Linked DNA regions of Mus musculus: region 2 is linked to region 1. The links are chromatin contacts, called in public Hi-C maps. All regions are on one chromosome and are shown on one strand. Each heading gives the region's core, a stretch centred on a gene start, on an enhancer-like site or on the middle of the called end of the contact. The rest is flanking DNA. Distances are from core to core; before and after follow the strand shown.

Region 1 (5,095 bases), core at 1,205-3,704:
AATTTCTCATGCCGTTATTTTATGAGGATAATAATAAAAAGATTTTGTTTTTATGTGTTTTCTGCGACTCTCAAACCTTAGTTAATAGAGGCAAACCATAACTTATTTGTTCATATATATTTGTTAATATATATTTGTTCATATACATGCATATATTCATATACATTCATATAAACACACACACGGTATCATTCAGGCAGGCCTCGAATTCTTGGCAGTCCTACCTCAGCTTTTCCTGTACTACACACTCCTATTCTCACCAGCCCAGCGAGAAATGTCCACACACACCACTTACATATCGCTAGGATTGGGAAAGACTTTTTTTTTTTAATTTATTTATTTTATGTATATGAGTACACTGCAGCTATCTTCAGACAGACCAGAAGAGGGCATCTGATTCCATTACAGATGGTTGTGAACCACCATGTGGTCGCTGGGAATTGAACTCAGGATCTCTGGAAGAGGAGTCAGTGCTCTTAACAGCTGAGCCACCTCTCCAGCCCTGGGAAAGACTTCTTTAGTTTATTTCATTTACTCTGTATTTAGACATACCTTTCAGGTGTGGTAAAAATGTCTACAACACACACCCTCTAAAGCCGTACACTGGATGCTGGTGGGATGGCTCAGCAGGCAGTTTGGAGCACACGTTCTTCCAGAGCACTGGGGTTTGGTTCCCAGCACAGGCTCACAACTATCCAAACCTCTAGTTCCATGGTGCTCCACAACCTCTTCTGACCTCCTCTGGTACCAGACACACAAATGGTGCACATAAATACACCCAGGCAAAGACTCATACACATAAATAAATCAAAAAACAAAACAAAACAAAACAAAACAAAACAAAAAACTTAACAGTCCATACATTAGTTTTTGTAGTTACATTGTAACGGCGTAACAATTGCCATAAATACGGACAGATACATTCTCTCTCATGGATTTAGCTTAGCCACTGAGATGCAGAGTCCACCGGCACTCTGGGAAGTATGCCTCTTTCATGAGCTCACAGTATCTTTGTAGGGAGAATTCTGGAGTTTTGTTTTTTTTGTTTTTGTTTGTTTTTAAAAAAACAGACAAACAAATGTTTTTGCTTGAATCCCAGATGCGGGGATATGGGGCTGCTTCAGACCATCCAACTATGACAGCGGCTGCTGACTCTGATTTGCCTCTTGCCCTAGCAGAGGCGTGGTTTTGCTACCTGTGGATAATTTCTGTGATTGTATGATATTTGAAATCAACTTTTCAGATGGTATATAAATGCTAAAGAGTGGAGACAGGGTGGCATAGTTGTGCTCACAGAGAAAATAAGATTGGGGTCTGTATCTCTTTTTCTCTCCTCTATCATTGTTCTTCTCCTATCTAGAGGTAGAGGATGAAACTGGGAGAATAAAGCATGGGAAAAGAATCCACAAAGTAGCTCAGACCAGCTACATATCTTCTCATAGGGTTTCCCAGAAAACAGCCTAGTTGATTGAATACAGCTAGTTGTTCTGGAGAGTTTGGTGGTAATGTTTTCTTCATGCTGCTGTGAGATGACAGCTGTCAGTCAGGTTCTCAAATGGGAAACTACAGTTCAGAGAACGGTATTGTAAATGCTGTCATTTACTACAGAGCAGGGGAGATGGTGGTACAAACAGGAGAATTCACAAAAACGCTTAAACACCGTGTATAATTCCAGGTGCGGGGGAAGGCCCGCATCCCCCGAGCCAGCTGCTTAGAAAGACTAACCATATGGGCCAGCTCTTTGTTTCTGAGAGACCCTAACTCCTTGAATGAGGTGAAAGAGGCATGGAAGATGATTCCCACCATCAACCTAGGACTTCCACATGCACACATAGATGCATGCCCACACATGCAAATATGCACACACACACACACGGAAATGAGAAGGCAAAACAGGCTGTATACTACCTCTGGCAGTCCACGTTTCCACTCTCTCGATACTTGCTACCAAACTTCATGCTTGTTCTAATCTATTAGATGGCTCTGTGTCATCCTGACTCCCAAAGGTGAGCATAGTTTTGCATTCATTGGCTATATTTTTTTTATGAATTGCCTGTGCTTACCTTTCCCCCCTTCCTTTATCTTGTTTGTAGTCACTTTCTATACATTTTTGTTAAAGTGTGGCACAAAAATGGCAAAATTACAGTTGTAAACCCGTGTAGCCCTGGCTGTCCTGCGGAGCTCATTCTGTAGACCAGGCTAGCCTCGAACTTGGAGACCCGACTGGCTCTGCCACCATGTGCTGGGACTAATCCCCTGCACCACCACTGCACGGCTTTAGCTTTGCTACTTTTGTTTATGACCCTGGACAAGTTAATTAAATGTATCTGATTGGGGAAAGCCGAGTGATAGTAAACACCTCTCTCTACCCCTACTAGACCTCATGAAAGACCTGTAGAGATACAGACTTCCAAGCCGGAAAACCCCGCCCTTGCTCTTGCCCCGCCCCTTCCGCCCCGGAGCGCGTGCGCAGTTCCTCGCCGCCGAGCTCTTCAAGGGTCTCTACCTTTAGGTACCGGGCGGCTGCCGTGGGCCGTGTGCGGAGGGCTCCGCCCGGCTCGTCCACCATGCACTGGGGGCTGTGCCCTCGCGGGCCCGGGGCGGCGGCGGTCGCCGCGGCTGGGAGCTTCTGGGGGCCAGCCCGTTTGCCCAGCCGCCTAGGGTGTCTGGGGATGACGAGGAGGCTCGTGGTACGATCCGTGGCCGGGGCGGACAGCCCCCAGAGCAGCTCGAAAGGCGGCAGATACCGTGACACGGTGCTGCTGCCGCAGACCAGCTTCCCGATGAAGCTGCTGGGCCGCCAGCAGTCCGACATGGAGCTGGAGATCCAGCAGGTACCGGACGCGGCCACCCGAGCAGGGCGGGGCGGGCCAGCTCTGCGGGAACCCTGCAGGCCGCGCGGCTTCCCCGGCGAGCGCCCAGCGGGCCGGGTTCCAAAGTGAAGCCCGGAGCCGCACCGAGCACCTTCCGATTTCCGCTCCCAGCGAGTCGGCTTTGCACACTTTTCCCTTTGTCACTTGTCAGAAAGTAGCCAGCGTGAGCATGTGTAAATGAAACTTCAGGAGTGGGCTGGAGAGGTAGCTCGGCGCCTAAGAGCGCTTGCCACCCTTGCGGAGGATCCGCGTTCCGTTTCCAGCACACAAGTCTGGCAGTTCACAACCACCTGTAACTCCAACTCCAGAAGATCCGATGCCTGACCTCTGTCTGCAGGCACCCGCGCTCGCGTGCACCACACACGAATAATCAAAGAGAAACTTAAAACTAAACTTAAAACATTATAAAAGTATTACCAAAGAAGGGAGGTTGAACCCCACCTTAGTCACATGTTTAGGTTTTTCACAGGAATCATGATTTCTTTGAAGGACAAAGTAGCGGCCCTTTTCTGGGTCCCCTGTGTCGTCGGTATCTGTCTCCTATGTCATACTGAATTTGCTAACGTCTGAGATTCATTCGTTAGTGTCTGCACACTAGAGTATTTAAGATATTTCTGATAATCAGGAATACTGCTTAAGTGAATAGCGTTAGCCTGAATATTCTTTGGATTTAGGGAATTATTGAGGCCAAAGAATTGAAAGAATAAATTACCAGTGTGTTTTGGGTGGCAGAGTGGACTGGGAATAGACAGGTTTTTCAGCAGGTCTGTATTGAGGTAGTGAATACTGAGAGACTTGCTAAGAATTTAGAGCCACCATGCCACATAAACGTTTACACTTTAGTCTGAAGAATTGTTGGGATTTTTGAAGACTACTGAAGGGCTGGAGAGATGGCTCAGTGGTTAAGAGCACTGATTGCTCTTCCAGAGGTCCTGAGTTCAAATCCCAGCAACCACGTGGTGGCTCACAACCATCTGTAATGGGATCTGATGCCCTCTTCTGGTGTGTCTGAAGACAGCTACAGTGTACTTATATAAATAAAATAAAGAAAATCTTAAGAATAAATAAATAAAGACTACTGAAAGTGTTAAGAGAATTCTAGTTTATTCCAAAAAGTTTTCCAGGTTCTATTTCTGGGCTGAATGGATTGGAATGGGATAAATGATGACCAGGTATTGATAAGGGTCTATGTATTTATGTGATATCTAAACATTGGCTTTTTTTTTTTTTTTTTAACAGAAATGTGGCTTTTCAGAGCTTTATTCCTGGCAAAGAGAAAGAAAAGTAAAGACGGAATTTTGCCTTCATGACGGGCCTCCTTATGCCAACGGTGACCCTCATGTTGGGCATGCCCTGAACAAGGTAATTAGAATTGAAGTGTAGAGCTTGGAAGTAAGTACTCTGCTAAAGAGTTTATATTGTCTGTGTATGGTAATTATATAAACTAGTATTGGCCTGTGCAAATACATGAATTATTAGTGAGTTTATGTATTTATTATGGTGTTTGGGAGTCAAACCCAGGGCCTTGTTTGTGCTAGGTAAGTATTCTTCTAGTGAACTGCATTCCAGATACACCTTGTGTGTGTGGTAAGGAACCCGGGATGTACCATGTGGGAGACTAGCCCTGCTCCTGCATCTCCTCTCTGTATCTGCAGCTCTCACTAGACACATTAGTAACCATGCAGCTCTCACTAGACACATTAGTAACCATGCAGCTCTCACTAGACACATTAGTAACCACATTTGATGCTGCATGGACACTAGCATTGCTGGAGTTTCCTGCCAGCCTTTTGTTACTCTACACTTAAGTTCCATCTTACTTGATACTTGCTGTTTATGTGTCAAGCATCTGTCTGTATTCCAGGTAGTGAACAACAAAGTCATATTCCTCCCTTGCTCTCTACCTGGAAAGGTGAGCAGGTAAAACATGTAACACACTAGATAGTGATGATAGCTGTGGAGGAGACAGGACGGGGAAGAAGAGACAGCAGGAGACTCAGTGTCAAGCCTTTCTAACAGAGGCTTAGTTTACTTTATGTGCACGGGTGCTTTGTGTGTGTGTGTGTGTACATCTGTGCACCACTGCCATGCTTAGTGCCTGTAGAGGCCAGAAGAAAGCTTGCAGATGCCCTGTAACTGGAGTTAAACACGGTTGTGAGCCTCCGTAGGTGCCCAGCTTCTCTGGGAGAGCAGTCAGTGCTGCTAACCACTGAGACATCTCT
Region 2 (5,095 bases), core at 1,926-4,425, 5.6 Mb before region 1:
TCTGGAGCTGAGACAGGTGATGGATATTTAGCCAGATAGTTACTCCTAATGGATATGCATGTAAACATTCTGTTGAAAACTTCTATTTCAATTTATGATTTGATTGCTTTGTGTGAACTTGGATGAACTTTGTAACATGTGGTCATGTATTCTGAGAGATGTTTAAGTGCTGAGGACAAAGAGAAGAGTGAGAACTGAACTGAGAAGAACTGAGCTGAGGAGTTTTAAGACAACACCTTTCAGACAGAACTGAACTCAAGAAGAACTTAGAAGTATGGGCACAGCACTGGGAGAAAAGGCATTGAGAGTAAGAGCATTGTTGTGGCTTCGGAGCAGGAGGAGAGAACAAGCTTGGAAGGAGAATGCAGAGTGGAATAACTTAGAAACTATAGGTAACATAAAACACTAAGAGAGCAATGAGTAGAATGCAGAGGGAAAGAGTAAAAAGAAGACGCTGCAGAAATCAGAAGGAGCAGGCAGGCTTCTCCTTACTGTGGAACAGAACAGGTTCCCATGGTAAGGACAAGGCAGGCTTAGTCTTATTAAAAGGAACAAAGCTTTTTCCTTACAAATATGTAATTCATTTAACATTAAAAGGGTAGACGCCTTTTCTTTCTCTATGCGATAAAGATTGGTACTCACTTTTCATTTAGAATGAGTGAGTTCTTTCTGCACCAGTGCTTGGTCTTTTGCTTCAAAATCATATTTAAGTATGGATGTGTAAGTATGTAATTGTGAGAATGCATGTAAGCTGAGCCCAACTGGGTTTGAATGGAAATTGTATAAATGAGCATACATGAATCTGTGTATGAACTTATGTGAAATTATATATGTCTGTTTATATAAAAGTTGTTCTTTCTGTGAGTGTTATTTCTCTTCTGGTTCAACAGAAGTTCATTGCTCCAAACTTTCCCCGTAGCCCCACAACAAGAGGCATCTGGATCATAGGGAAAAGGCCCTAGCAATTAATTGTTTACTTTATCTCCTGCTGTTTTAGGATGAGGTGCTAAGTGCCAGAGACTGCAGTTTCTGACCTCAGAGGATCACAGAAGGCAGGTCGGTTACAGTGGACTTAGATAAGTAAACTTTTTATTATACAGCAACCTTAAATATACCAAGTCTTACCCTCTGCCGACGCTCTTCCCCCTCCACTGCCTCAAGAAGAACCAAGAAGAACCGCACGCAGGGGCTGGTCTTCGGCAGAATTGTCTAGACTAGCAGGTCAGCTCTGGGATGCCCTGTCCCTGCCTCCCCGGCATGAGGACACCTTCCTTACCTTTCCATGGGTGCTGGGGATTCCAACCCAGGTCCTTGGCTTTGTACAGCAAGCCCTTAGCTACCTGAGCCATGGCTCCAGGTCCCCACACTTGTATTTAACAGACATGCTACTCTCAAGTTCTCACAAAGCACTGCCTCCTACTGCATTATCTGGCAAAGTGTTAGGGTTCTGAGGACTATACTTCTGGGGTTTGTGTCTCAACATCTACTATCACTAAGGTTTGCTTAAGTTGTATTAAGATTTTGTTATGCTGAATTTCTTTATTATGCTATTTTTCATTAGAAAAGATAACCTATATTGTGTACTTTAAACTTAAGTACTCTCAAACTATTCTCTAAATCAACCCTACTGTAAATCTTTAAGGTCACAACATGGGCACTATATCTTGCAATTGACCCCGAAAGTCATTCAAAGGGATTTCAGCACTTGGATCTTGTCTTGTTTTGTTTTTAAATTTAAAAATTTTGAGGTGGCCCATGAGTTTGATCCCAGCACTCAGGAGGCAGAGGTAGGCAGATCTGAGTTGAAGGCCAGCCTGGTCTACACAATGAATCCCAGGACAGCCAGAGATACAAAGAAAAACCCTCCTTCTCTAAAAAACAAACAAACAAAAAACCAAGACAAAAACCAAGTCCAAGACCATCAGCACAGGCTGGTGGTGTCTCTAATTCTCCTGCCTCCACCTCCCCAGTGCTATAACGGTTTACTTTCTGTCTTGAAATGTTTCTATACTGCAACCTGCACAGTGACGCTTATTCTTTGGATTGGCAGTTATTTATACCACATCTTTTTCTTGTAAGATAGTGAGCTTTTGAGGGTTCGAACCTCAGTATTCTCTGAAAGCCCAGTCTCCACCCAAGGGCCAAGCACACAGCTGGTACTCAGAAAATGCCATAGCACAGGAACCAGGAATGGAGTGGGCAGATCCCAACGGCTTATGTAACGACAGTGTGCTATTTCCCACGCGTGGTACGATATAGTTTCAAAGGTTATACAAACCACTGGAATCTTAATAACTAAGTCCTCAAAGTTTATAGGAGAAAAACATAATCCGTACATCCAATTTAAGATTCGGTGGATACTACTTGGGGTGACATTATTAGAGGCTGCATGTACTGTGGCGCTTTAAAATTTCAAGTGAGTTATTTTTTTACTTTTGGAGGCGGAGTGTCACGCTCGCTGCCTAATCCAGGCCAGCCTCAAATTCATGGTTATCCTCCCGCCTCGGCCTCCGGGGTGTGGAAAGTGCAGGCGTGAGCCATCACGCCAGGCTCTCAAAGAGTGGATTGAAAGAAAAATACCCAGGACGGAGCAAGAACTTGAGTGGCGGTGAAAGTTGGCCTCCGCGTGACCGACGCTGCCCAGCCACCCCGGGGCGCGCAGCCTCCCTCCGGGCGGGGCCCTGCGCGCGGGCGGCGGCGGCGAGCGTGGAGGCCGCGCGAGGCCCGCAGGATCCCGGAGGCCGCGGCCACCGCTGCTGCCCGCCCGCGCGTTACCTCTCCCCGGGCGCCGCCTGGCGCGTCCCCGCCGCGGACCCTCTTCCTCCGCCTTCCTCCCGCGCCCCGCCGCCCCGCCCCTCCCCTCCCCGCCCGCCCCTCCAGGTCCCTCCCTCTGTCCATCCCGCCGGCCGCTCGCCACTGACCGGCCTCGCCCCGCCACACAGCGGCCGTAGCCCCTCCTCACACAGCGCCACGTCTCCATCTTGGCTCTCTGTGAGCGCCCAACGCCCGGGCCCGCGGCTGCACCTCAGCTTCGGCCGCTCGCCGGGTCCTACCGGATCCCCATCACTCGGCTCCCGGCCGGCCGCTAGGCATGCTGGGAGGAGCGTCTCGCCGCAGGCCCGGTCACCATCTTGCCTTCTGGGGCAGTTCCTTTAAGCAGTGCGACTCCGGGCATGCGCAGAGCGTGCGCGGACAGCCATTTCCTGGTAGGGCGGAAGGCTAGCGCTTGACGGCTTTCTTAAGACATAGGAAGGAGCAGGAGCTGCGTGAGACCTAAAGTGTATTTACGTGGTTGCGTAGATCCAAAAGGTAGATTTCCACGTTGAGGAAATACTATTCTGTGGGTTCCCGTAGAACTTTATAATTGATTTTGTGCAAATCTCAGAGAACCCACTTGTACATTAATTAGTGCGTTGATGATCCGAGTCTGTCAGATCGAGCGTAGCTTTCTTGGAAAACATAAATGGAGAAGGGACAGCGAGAATAGCGAGGCAGAGGGCACTGGAAACCAGGGTCGCTGCTTGCTTAGTTTCTTTGGTAGAGCTGTGTAGCTGTGGGTAGTAATTTCTTGGGAAGTTTTGTTCTTTTCCTTGTGTTAATTTTGAGAGATACTTTATCCTTCGTGTATATCCTTCTCTTTATCTGCAGTTGTTATATTGTGTAAACATGTCAGGAATGCTGAATTAGCAAACTCTGAGGAAAGCTAGTCTCTGATTGCACACGCACACTCGTGAGTGTCCTTAGACAAAAGTCTTGTGCAGTCCAGGCATTCGTCAAACTTATCTCACATGCCTGTCTGAGCACTGTGGTCACCAGCAACGTACTGCCATACTTGGCTTCGGACCACATTTTCATCAACCAATATGAAGTCTTGTTTTATGCATGTTCCTTATTTAATTTATATTGTCACTTCATTAACGTTAAACTCTGTCCAACAGTCTTCTGATACATACCTAATTGAAGATAATTTAGTACACATATTTTCTCTATATTACATCATTAACTTTTGTCACCTCAGAATCTTGCAGCAGTATACTTGGGGGGCACTTTTAATAGAAAAATCAGTAAAACTGTGGGAAAGGGACACTAAGTAGTCGGTAGAAAGGTTAGTTTTTTACGGTCTGAAAACTCAAGAGGGCAGAGTGCCTTGTTTAACCTCAGGGACAAGCACACTAGGCAACTAAAATTTGCCTTTCTCCTTGTTGGAGAAAAACCAAAACACTGTGAGGATTGATTTGGACATTTTAGGTAGGTTTTAGGGAGTAGGCAGTTTACAAACGCAGTGTCCACAAATGGGGGCTGACTGCTTGAGGTTTATACTGTCCTATTTTCTAAGGGTGATCACAATGTTGTTGTTAGTTACATGTGGCCAGTAGTGTCCTATATGCCTTGTTCCATAATCACATTGTAAGTGACTTGTGAACAGTGTCCATGACTCCTGTTCAAATCTATTCAACCTAGTACTCTACTGACTACACAACATACGGCAAACAAAGATCATTGATAGGGTTATTAACTGGAGCAGACTTAAGGAAGACCTGTCAATCACCAGACTTTCTCCTCCAAGCACACCTTAGCTCCTCTGCTTGTTGTGCAAAGAAAAATGTAGTGTTTTGAAATAAGCAAATGGCATTAAGGTCCTTCCTTCCTTCCTTCCTTCCTTCCTTCTTTCCTTCCTTCCTTCCTCCCTCCCTCCCTCCCTCCCTCCCTTTCCTTTGTTTGAGACAGGGTTTCTCTGTGTAGCCCTGGCTGTCCTGGAACTCACTCTGTAGACCAGGCTGACCTGGAACTCAGAGATCCACCTGCCTCTACCTCCAGAGTGTTGGGATTAAAGGCGTGCACCACCAACTGTCAAGATGCATTCTTTCAATGAGTTTGAAGGTTTCTTGATGACGAAAGACACTTTGGGAGCTGTCTGCTCTAGAACTTTAGAGAGAGTAGTTACCTTATAGCAGCATGGTGATTATCCTAAGGGTTGGAGAACTCTTGTCTCTGTAACAAAACAAAACACCATTTTTGCATTCATGTTCCAGTTGAAAGTTCTCAGCTCACATTGTTCTGTCCCCTTAAATAGATCCTGCTTTAGTCACTCAAT

The links. A called contact is a pair of places that touch in the nucleus more often than the background predicts.
Region 2: a Hi-C map of B cells shows a contact between it and region 1, with 5 read pairs. The contact joins the promoter of Angel2 here to the promoter of Iars2 in region 1. A contact is called at or near these places in 2 of 39 promoter capture datasets (cranial neural crest and pre-B cells) and 1 of 484 Hi-C or Micro-C datasets (B cells).

What each region holds. Positions count from the first base shown.
Region 1 is chr1:185,326,760-185,331,854 of GRCm38.p6, reverse strand. Iars2 (isoleucine-tRNA synthetase 2, mitochondrial) reads left to right here and starts at 2,454. Exons shown (of 23, transcript NM_198653.3): 1 at 2,454-2,834; 2 at 4,113-4,235. The coding sequence starts at 2,568. It also overlaps a transcript of Bpnt1 not described here.
Region 2 is chr1:190,926,585-190,931,679 of GRCm38.p6, reverse strand. Angel2 (angel homolog 2) reads right to left here and starts at 3,175. Exons shown (of 9, transcript NM_021421.4): 1 at 2,922-3,175. The coding sequence starts at 2,980.